Regions from separate parts of the Arachis hypogaea genome. Here region 1 is linked to region 2. A link is a contact called in public Hi-C data. All regions are on one chromosome and are shown on one strand. The core of a region is the stretch at or near the end of the contact, and the rest is flanking DNA. Distances in the headings are between cores, read along the strand shown.

Region 1 (4,137 bases), core at 515-3,014, 330 kb after region 2:
ATGAATATATTGTTAGGAAGGGTTGATAGGTATGATTTTAGGTATTAGTTAAATTATGTTCTTAAGTTATTCATTTTGTTTTTATTTGAAGTAAGTTGTTAGGTAAATGTTGGGTGATTAAGTTATTAATCATTTAAGTAAATATTTTTAGTTAAATTAATTTATTAACTAGATATTTAGTAATTTAGTTATAATTAACTACATGTTTATCAATTTAGTTATTAATTATTTAAGTCAATATTTTTATTTAAATTAATTTATTAACTACATGGTATTAATTTAGTTATTAATTAATTAAATAAAATTTTTTATTTAAGTTAATTTATTAAGTAAATGTTTTTACTTAATAAAGACGAACAAAGATGTGATACTAAACTAAGCCTCGTCTGTAGGTTGATTCGGATAGCCTTTCTGAGTATGCCTGAATTGTCTAGATAGACCACACCTCTTCTCTTGGCGCTCACCCTCATCCATCTCATTACGAAACCTGGTGGATGTCTCCCAATAGCCTTCCTGCACATGGATGGACTAGGACGCAGCTGTGTTCCATATCACTCCGGCTAAAGATTTTCGTCTGGTATAAGTGGGAACTCCACCTCATACACCTTGAATGCAGCCTCCTACCTATACACTGGATGCACATAAGGACCCCATTCGACACTTGCGATGGCATAGGCGGCAAGCGCATGACGACATGAAAAATGCAGTGACTGGAAAAGGCCACAGTCACACGTCTGCCATCAACCGAACACGGAACAAACTTTGCGACCAACCCTCGAAAGGCTTTAACTCCTCAACCACAAACACTGAAGCTTGTCTATCGTAGTGAGTAACGCACATCTTCGAGATCCTTTCTCTTAACTTCTCAATAGCAACATTCAGCCATTGGAAAAATTGATTCCCCGCCCCCAGTTGTACTTGTGCCTCCCTTCCCTTCTTGACGAACAACTACTGCATCCTCTCATAGGTGCATCGCACAATGGCTGAAATCGGTAAATAACGTGTATCCTTAAGTACTGCATTCATGAATTCGAAGAGGTTCGTTGTCATGTGCCCAAATCAGCGATCGCTATCGCAGTGTTGTAGCCAGATCTCTTTGTTGAACCTACCAGCCCAGTCTGCCATCTCTCATGACAAACCTCTCAAGGCATCCATGTACTACTCGTACCTAGCTTTGCTTGGACTATAAGTAGCATTTATGAGATATTTCTTTCCCTCAGAAAACTTTAAACAAGACATAAAGTTTGCCGCCATGTTCTTGACACAATAAGCATGAACGCTCTATAAAGCTACCAACCACTATCATCGCCTCTCAGTGTAGCCTTGATAGCCTGAGATCTATCAGAAATAATTAATAGGCCATCCTGTGGGCCACATGTTGTCTCAGATTGGTGAGGAAGAAAGACCAGGACTCTGTGGTCTCAGACTCAACAATTGCAAAGGCTACATGAAGGATATTACTGTTACCGTCTTGTGCCACTGCAATAAGCAAAACACCACAATATTTACCATACAGCGTGCCGTCGATAGAGACGAACGGATTGCAATGCTTGAAAGCCTCCACATAAGCAGGGAAGACCCAAAATACTTTATCAAACATGCTACAGTCATGCACCATAAGGTGCCCATCATAGTACGGTACAGCCCTGAACTCACATATCGTTCCAGGATAATAACTCTGCAGTGCTTGCAGCAATCTCGGCACCTTATTGTATGACTCCTCCCACCCACAATATATTTGTGCAACATCCTTTTGCTTCGCCATCCAGATCTTTCTGTACGAGGGTGATAGCTTTGCCTAACTGCACCTTGTAGAACGGGGATGCTGATGGATGGGCTGGATTGTATCAATGGCAGAATGACACGGCAGATGAGGTTGCTATCCAACTGTCTATAGTCTTGGGACCTGATGGGTGCTAAACACATGTGTGCTCCTCCAACCTTACGCACCTCCCTAACGACATAACACATACATGGTTGGCATTTAATTCAAATATAATAATTATAAATGAGAAAATACACCACGGTTAAACCTGAACTCATCAATATCAAAGATTCTGTCGGAGGGGAACAAGGAGACTCCAAGGGCAGCCTGCTGCATATTGCCAGCAATGCACATGGTACTTTAATCGATCTGACTCCACAACTCGGTACTCAGCACTTCTGCGAATATTGTAATTCTTCACACCCTGCATTACTGCATATCTACTTTTGAACTTGTGGCCAACACAAAACTCTACACCACTGTCTAAGTTGTAATCGTCTTCACCCGTGTTGGAAAATGGAGTTTTCTCATGCATCCCGTCCAGATCTAATGTATGATAGTGACTGAATACAACTGATAAGGTCAGAATTGGGTGCGGGGAGGGCAGAAAATACCGAATTGATGGCTTGACCGGCGTCTCTGGTACAAATTTCTCTTCATCATCATCTTCAGAAGAACTACTGTCGTTGCTATTTGCAACATACTCCTCGTCGGAGTCCTCACCATCAATGTCCATGTTTTCCACTGGACTAGTAAAGTGTAGCAGTGGTGGTACGAGAGGAGGGTCGTCCTGCACAAAATCCGACTGGCTAAATCCACCGCCATAGACATCGCCTACCTCTACAGAAAGTTCCATCACTTGTTCCACCATGATTCTCCTATGGATGTCAAACATGAGGCACACATGCTCGACTCCATGGAGTCAAAACAGATGAAACTAAAAAACTCTATTTTCTACGGTGCTAGCAACCAATACCCCATTCTTCCGATCTTTTTTCTCCCACTACCACCAATGCTACCCAATATTAGACTTTTCAGCTCTGACAAAAAACTTACTTGCCAGGTACGCAACAAAATGAGATTCTCTCATATGGAAATTGGAATACACACTTACAATCACATATCCACTACTACTAGACATTTTGGCTTATTTTTTGGAAGAAAAACGGAAGAGAAGAAGAAGTGAAATGTTGGTGGATAATACAAAGGGTTACACATCCTTTTATAGCTGTTGAAAATTTGTCGAAACGTATCTTGTTTACATTGTAAATGTCATTTATCTTCACATATCTCGTTTACACTGTAAATGAAATATACACATCTACCTTCTTATGTCTTATCTCGTTTATAGTGTAAACGAGATACGTGTAATAGAATGTAACACCGGATTATTTGACTTATCTGTTTTCAGGTAACTCCCGATTAGTAACAGAATATAACACCTCATGTATTGTCGGAGGGTGACAGGATCTGAGCTAGATGGTACATGCTGCACCCTCTGCCTCAGTCACGTCAGCTTGATGAAAAACAACTCATTCCTCTGCTCCCTCGGCTGCTGAAAGTGCGGAGGCCTAGCACCTAGGAGCTCTTTTACCCATTTCCAAGTGGGGTGTTGGTACCATGTCTGAAAGTCCTGCAAACAGCCGTCAACTAGCTCTTCATTGGTGCGTAACCCAAGGTGGTATATAATGTCCTGTAAAATGATGGTGCATTCACCCCAAGGCAACTGGAAAGTGTGGAAGTGCTCCACAAAAGCAGCAATCAGGGTATTGTCAAAGACAAAGTCCTTGAGCTGCCACATGTCGACAAACCCAGCCTCCCTCAAGTATGGAAGAATGACGTCCGATGGTGCAAGGGTGTGGCTAACTCGTCTAGGAAGTAACAAGTGAGGCCTCTATTAAAATAAAAAAATATTTCAATAAAAATTTAATTTAATACATGAAATATTTAAAATCAAAATTAAGAATATAAAATTTGAAATAAAAAATAAAAAATAAAAAATAAAAAATATAATAAACAATTATTTTACATCTTAAAATTTATTATTCTTCCTGATTAAATTAAATAAATCCATAAATATCAAACATTTAACAAGTTTTTTTAAAGAGAATCTAACTAATATCCATAAAAGCAAGTTACTAACAATATATTCCACCACCAAATAAAAGCTAAATTGCCAATTAACCTAAACAATGTACTAACGCAACATCTATTTTAGTCATATATATAGCAGTATTAAATCTATAAAAGTACCATAACTATATGCATATTATTTAAAAGAGAAAAATAACAATATTAATCTAAAAGTCGATCGCTCCAACGATATGCCACGTTGCGTTCAAACAATTGATATCATTATGTCAAACATCTAC
Region 2 (4,167 bases), core at 1,493-3,992:
GGATTTCATTGATATTGATAAATTAATAATGATATCCCGCAAATTCATGCAATATACTCTTCTACAAGCCTACTCAATAATTGTCTGCTACAGGCCTAGAAGGGAAAAGCCTCACAAGAAATGTCATCAATGACCAAAGGCACACCATCCCTAGTAACTGAAAGGTCACCATGATTGCAAACAGAGCTCCACTTCGTTCCTTCACTGCTGGTGTGGAAGGAAGCTCCCTCATAGCAAACAACAATATCTCAGCAAAATTAGCCGCTTTTGAAACCTGATACATTCTATATACCTGCCAAATCAATTCAAAAAGTAGCGTTAATAAAACCAGTTACCGGGAAAAAGAACTTGTTTGGGAAACTTGCAATAAGACCTCTCCTTGAAAATAATCATGTTTGGGTAAAAATTGAAAAACATATTATAATATGAAAACTATTATAATTCAAAAACAATATTTTGAAACTTAACAATAACAAGCAAAAGTTGATTAGTTTGAAATTGTAGGTTTTACCATTTCGACCCAAAGTATCACATATTACATAATATAAAAAATTATTTCATATCTACTTTTGTAACTATACCATTTCAGAAAACAGTTTTCATATATTCCAAACACAATTGATTATGTTAACTACTTTTCAGCTAAAATATGCAAACATAATTTGATTATCATGTAATCTTCAAAAGCAATTACACCAATAAGGATTATTGAATAGGTTTTAATTTTTCAAGTATACTCTCCGCTCATCAGGCAGAAAAGGAATCTCATTAAACAGACAAACCTCAAATATAATTGGGACTATAGGCCAGCAAGATGACTCGCGTTGGTTCAAATATGTCTCGAACGCAATTTGAGCAACACAACCAACTAAAAATGGACCTATAGTCACAATAGCTTCCAGGGAAACCACTGACCAGGTCATGTACAACAGAAGGACAGGAACAATAATCTTCAGACCCGTTGTGAAGATGGCAGAGTATAGGTATCCTTTGAGGCCAGTGATGAGACCCCATCTTTTTGAGCTAAACTCCAAATAAGGATTCTGGACATTATCAGCCACGAGCAGAAATGTAGCAAATCCAATGTAGAACAAGATCTCGGAAAATAATGAACTCACAATATCTGCAACATATTAACAAATGTGTATAAAATAAAACTTCTCTCCCATCCTATACAAGTTTTCAAAAAACAAAACCCAGAGTACAAGTATAATAGAAATAATGAGATGGCAGTCAATAGTTTTCTATCAACAAGATCAAGTAACTGTGACAATTCTACTTTCAAACAACCCAATTTCAAGCACGAGACAGAAAGGTAATAGGTCTTAACTCAAACACATTTAACAGAAGGCACAAAGTTCTTTTACCTACTAGTCTCGGATCCTTAATGAAAGCCTCAACCACATCCCTGAGAAAAAATCGCGGCAGAATCAAACAGGATATGAATGCAGCAGGAGCTAAAAGCCAGAAAAAAGAGTTGTCCTTTTTTTCAAAGGAGGCATTTTTCGATTTTCCTCCTTCTACCGACGGGAATGTCATCCCATGAAAAGAACAGGAGCCTGATTTACCACTTACTAGCTCCACCTCATCATCAGAAGTAACAAATACATTAGAATCAGATGCATGCATAAGAGAAATTGAAGGCCATGTATCTACCCACTTCAAACCTGAAATCAAAATGTTAAATTTGATGAATGATTGGGACTTGGGAGACCCAAAACGCTACAAAAAAAAAAAAAGAAGAAGAAAAAACTCAGCTCATTTATTTATTTATGTTAGTATTTTATTTCAACGCAGCGCATAAGCAATGCAATAAAAAGAGAGAAAAAAAAAGGTGTACATTTGGACGCGCATGCAAAGCTCAAACTTGGTGTCTGAAATCTGAATGTGGTGCGAGTTCCAGGCGCTTGTGGATTACTACTCACTGAGATAATACGGCGATTAGAGAATTGGAGAGGTTGAGAGGGAAGACTACAGCAAAGGGCACCAAGTTCCATCCCTTCAATTTAGGGTTTTAGAAAACAACGAGCTTTGCCACCTTAAACCTCTCACTCCCTCACCCCTGTCACCATTCACTTGCCGTAAGTAATTCACGGGCACAGTAATGTCAAGAAAGCAAATTTGTTTTTCGTCTCTGTCCATTATCTACACCCCAAAAGAAAAGTCTTATAAAAATTAAATTTTTTATTATCTTAAAAATTTTTGAAAATGGTTTTCGTCAATATTTCTTAATACTTAAATAAATTTTTAATAAATTTTATTATAAAATAATTAAATATGTAATAAAAAATTTTAAATAAATTAATTATTTTTAAATAATAGATAAATTAATCAATATATAAAATTAATAATTAAATAATTTAATATACCTAATTATATTATCAATTAATAATTTTAAATCATTAACTCTATTTAAAAATTACTATACCTAAGTTTTTACTATTTTTGAAATCTTTTAGGATAATAAAATTTTCTAACACAAACATGATTTTTTTTTCAAAAATAATGAAATTTGAATTTGCAATTTCTAAGAAAATATAAAAAAAATATATAATTTGAACTATAACTCTTAGTACCAACATGATTGAAAGCATACAAATTTAAATTAAAAATTTTGCACGAAAAATCGACAAGTAAAATCCCTATTTGAAGTAACTATAAATAATTTTTAATTTAAATTTAATAAAATTTGTTGGGTGAGAAAAGTTTTACAATGGTACTAGTAAACACTAGAACTGAAACTTGAAAGTATCGGACTAACGACTGAGTGAGGATAGTAAGGTAAGGGGTTAAGGTGGAAGAAGGGATGGAACTTCGAACCCTTTGTTGTGGTCTTACCTCTCAGCCTCTCCAATTCTCTAATCATCATCGTCGTTTAACCTCAGTACGTTCATATTGTAAAACTTAATCCACGCCTCCCTATCAATTTCTCATCTTTCCATAGCAACTCTTCTCTTCCTTTTTTCTCATTTTTTTTTCACTTGTCACCGTTTCTTGGCAGTCACAAGCGCTTCGAACCCGCGCCCCATTCGGATTTCGGTTTGCAGACACATCCAAATGTACGTTCTTCTTCTTCTTCTTTCTCCCACTAATTTCACTGCATTCTACTGTTTCAGTTTCTAAGATTATTTTTTTCTATTGAATTTGTTGTTTAGCATTTACATCAAAATCATTCAGCATAGAAACTCTTTGATTTCAGGTTTGAAATGGGTGAGTAAAGGGCCTCCATATTTGGAATTGGATAGATTCCAAAGGCCTCTTCTAATGCACGCTTCTGATTCAAATGTAAATGGTGGGTTGGAGGTTCGCCCAAACCGAAATTCTAGTGTAGCGGTTACTAGTTATAATGGGATAGAACCATTTCGAGGTAAACCAGGCTCTGTTTCGTTCTACGGTATTACATTCCAGTCTGTTGAAGAAGGGAAGTTGGAATCTGCACCCTTTGAAAAAGAGGAAAGCTCATACTTCTGGCTTTTAGCTCCTGTTGTGCTCATATCCTCTTTGATTTTGCCACAGTTCTTTATTGGAAATGTAGTTGAAACTTTCTTTAACGATGTGATCCTAGTAGGTATATTTCTTGACCTTTGCATTTTTCTTACTTTCTTTGCATATTATTATTCATGTGTTGATTCTGTCAACAGGAAGTTTATAGTTATTGGCCTGATATAGACATATAGTTGCAGGCTGAAAACCCAAGATAAAAACCATAATTTCTTTCAAGTAATCATATTTCTTAATGCCGATGCAATCTCTAGTTCTGTTTGAACTTCAAATACTATGAATAAATAACCTAACCTTCAATGTCAAGGTAACATCAGGGGAAGAAAAAGTCAAAGAACTTAGATAGTTTAGTTAGTTACTTGAATAGCTAAGAAATTCTTAAGAGGAAATCACAAGATACGTGAAGTGTTGATCCCATGGGATTGTGGACATGTTATTGCACATTCTTTTGGATTATATTTTCTGGATTTGTATGTAGGAAAATTGTTAGATGTTGGTGAGAAGTATCTCTTTATACACATTTCTGCTGCCAACAAACTGCAGATGTTATGAGTTCATTCTTTGTTGAGGCCACATTCTACATTGGACTTGCAATATTTCTGCTTGTGACTGATCGCGTCCAGAGGCCATATTTGGAGTATAGCTCAAAAAGATGGGATCTGATCA

Evidence for each region. A called contact is a pair of places that touch in the nucleus more often than the background predicts.
Region 1: a Hi-C map of leaf shows a contact between it and region 2, with 2.5 times the contacts expected there. The contact joins the promoter of LOC112763714 here to the promoter of LOC112766419 in region 2. A contact is called at or near these places in 3 of 8 Hi-C or Micro-C datasets (leaf and an unstated tissue).

Annotation. Positions count from the first base shown.
Region 1 is chr17:116,125,011-116,129,147 of arahy.Tifrunner.gnm2.J5K5, forward strand. It overlaps LOC112763714, which reads right to left and starts at 1,765. Exons shown (of 1, transcript XM_025809314.1): 1 at 1,352-1,765. The coding sequence starts at 1,765. The coding sequence ends at 1,352.
Region 2 is chr17:115,790,738-115,794,904 of arahy.Tifrunner.gnm2.J5K5, forward strand. It overlaps LOC112766419, which reads left to right and starts at 2,743. Exons shown (of 6, transcript XM_072223358.1): 1 at 2,743-2,884; 2 at 3,002-3,059; 3 at 3,200-3,568; 4 at 4,045-4,167. The coding sequence starts at 2,807. It overlaps LOC112764486, which reads right to left and starts at 2,743. Exons shown (of 4, transcript XM_025810124.2): 1 at 1,841-2,743; 2 at 1,368-1,722; 3 at 783-1,123; 4 at 1-292. The coding sequence starts at 1,629. The coding sequence ends at 74.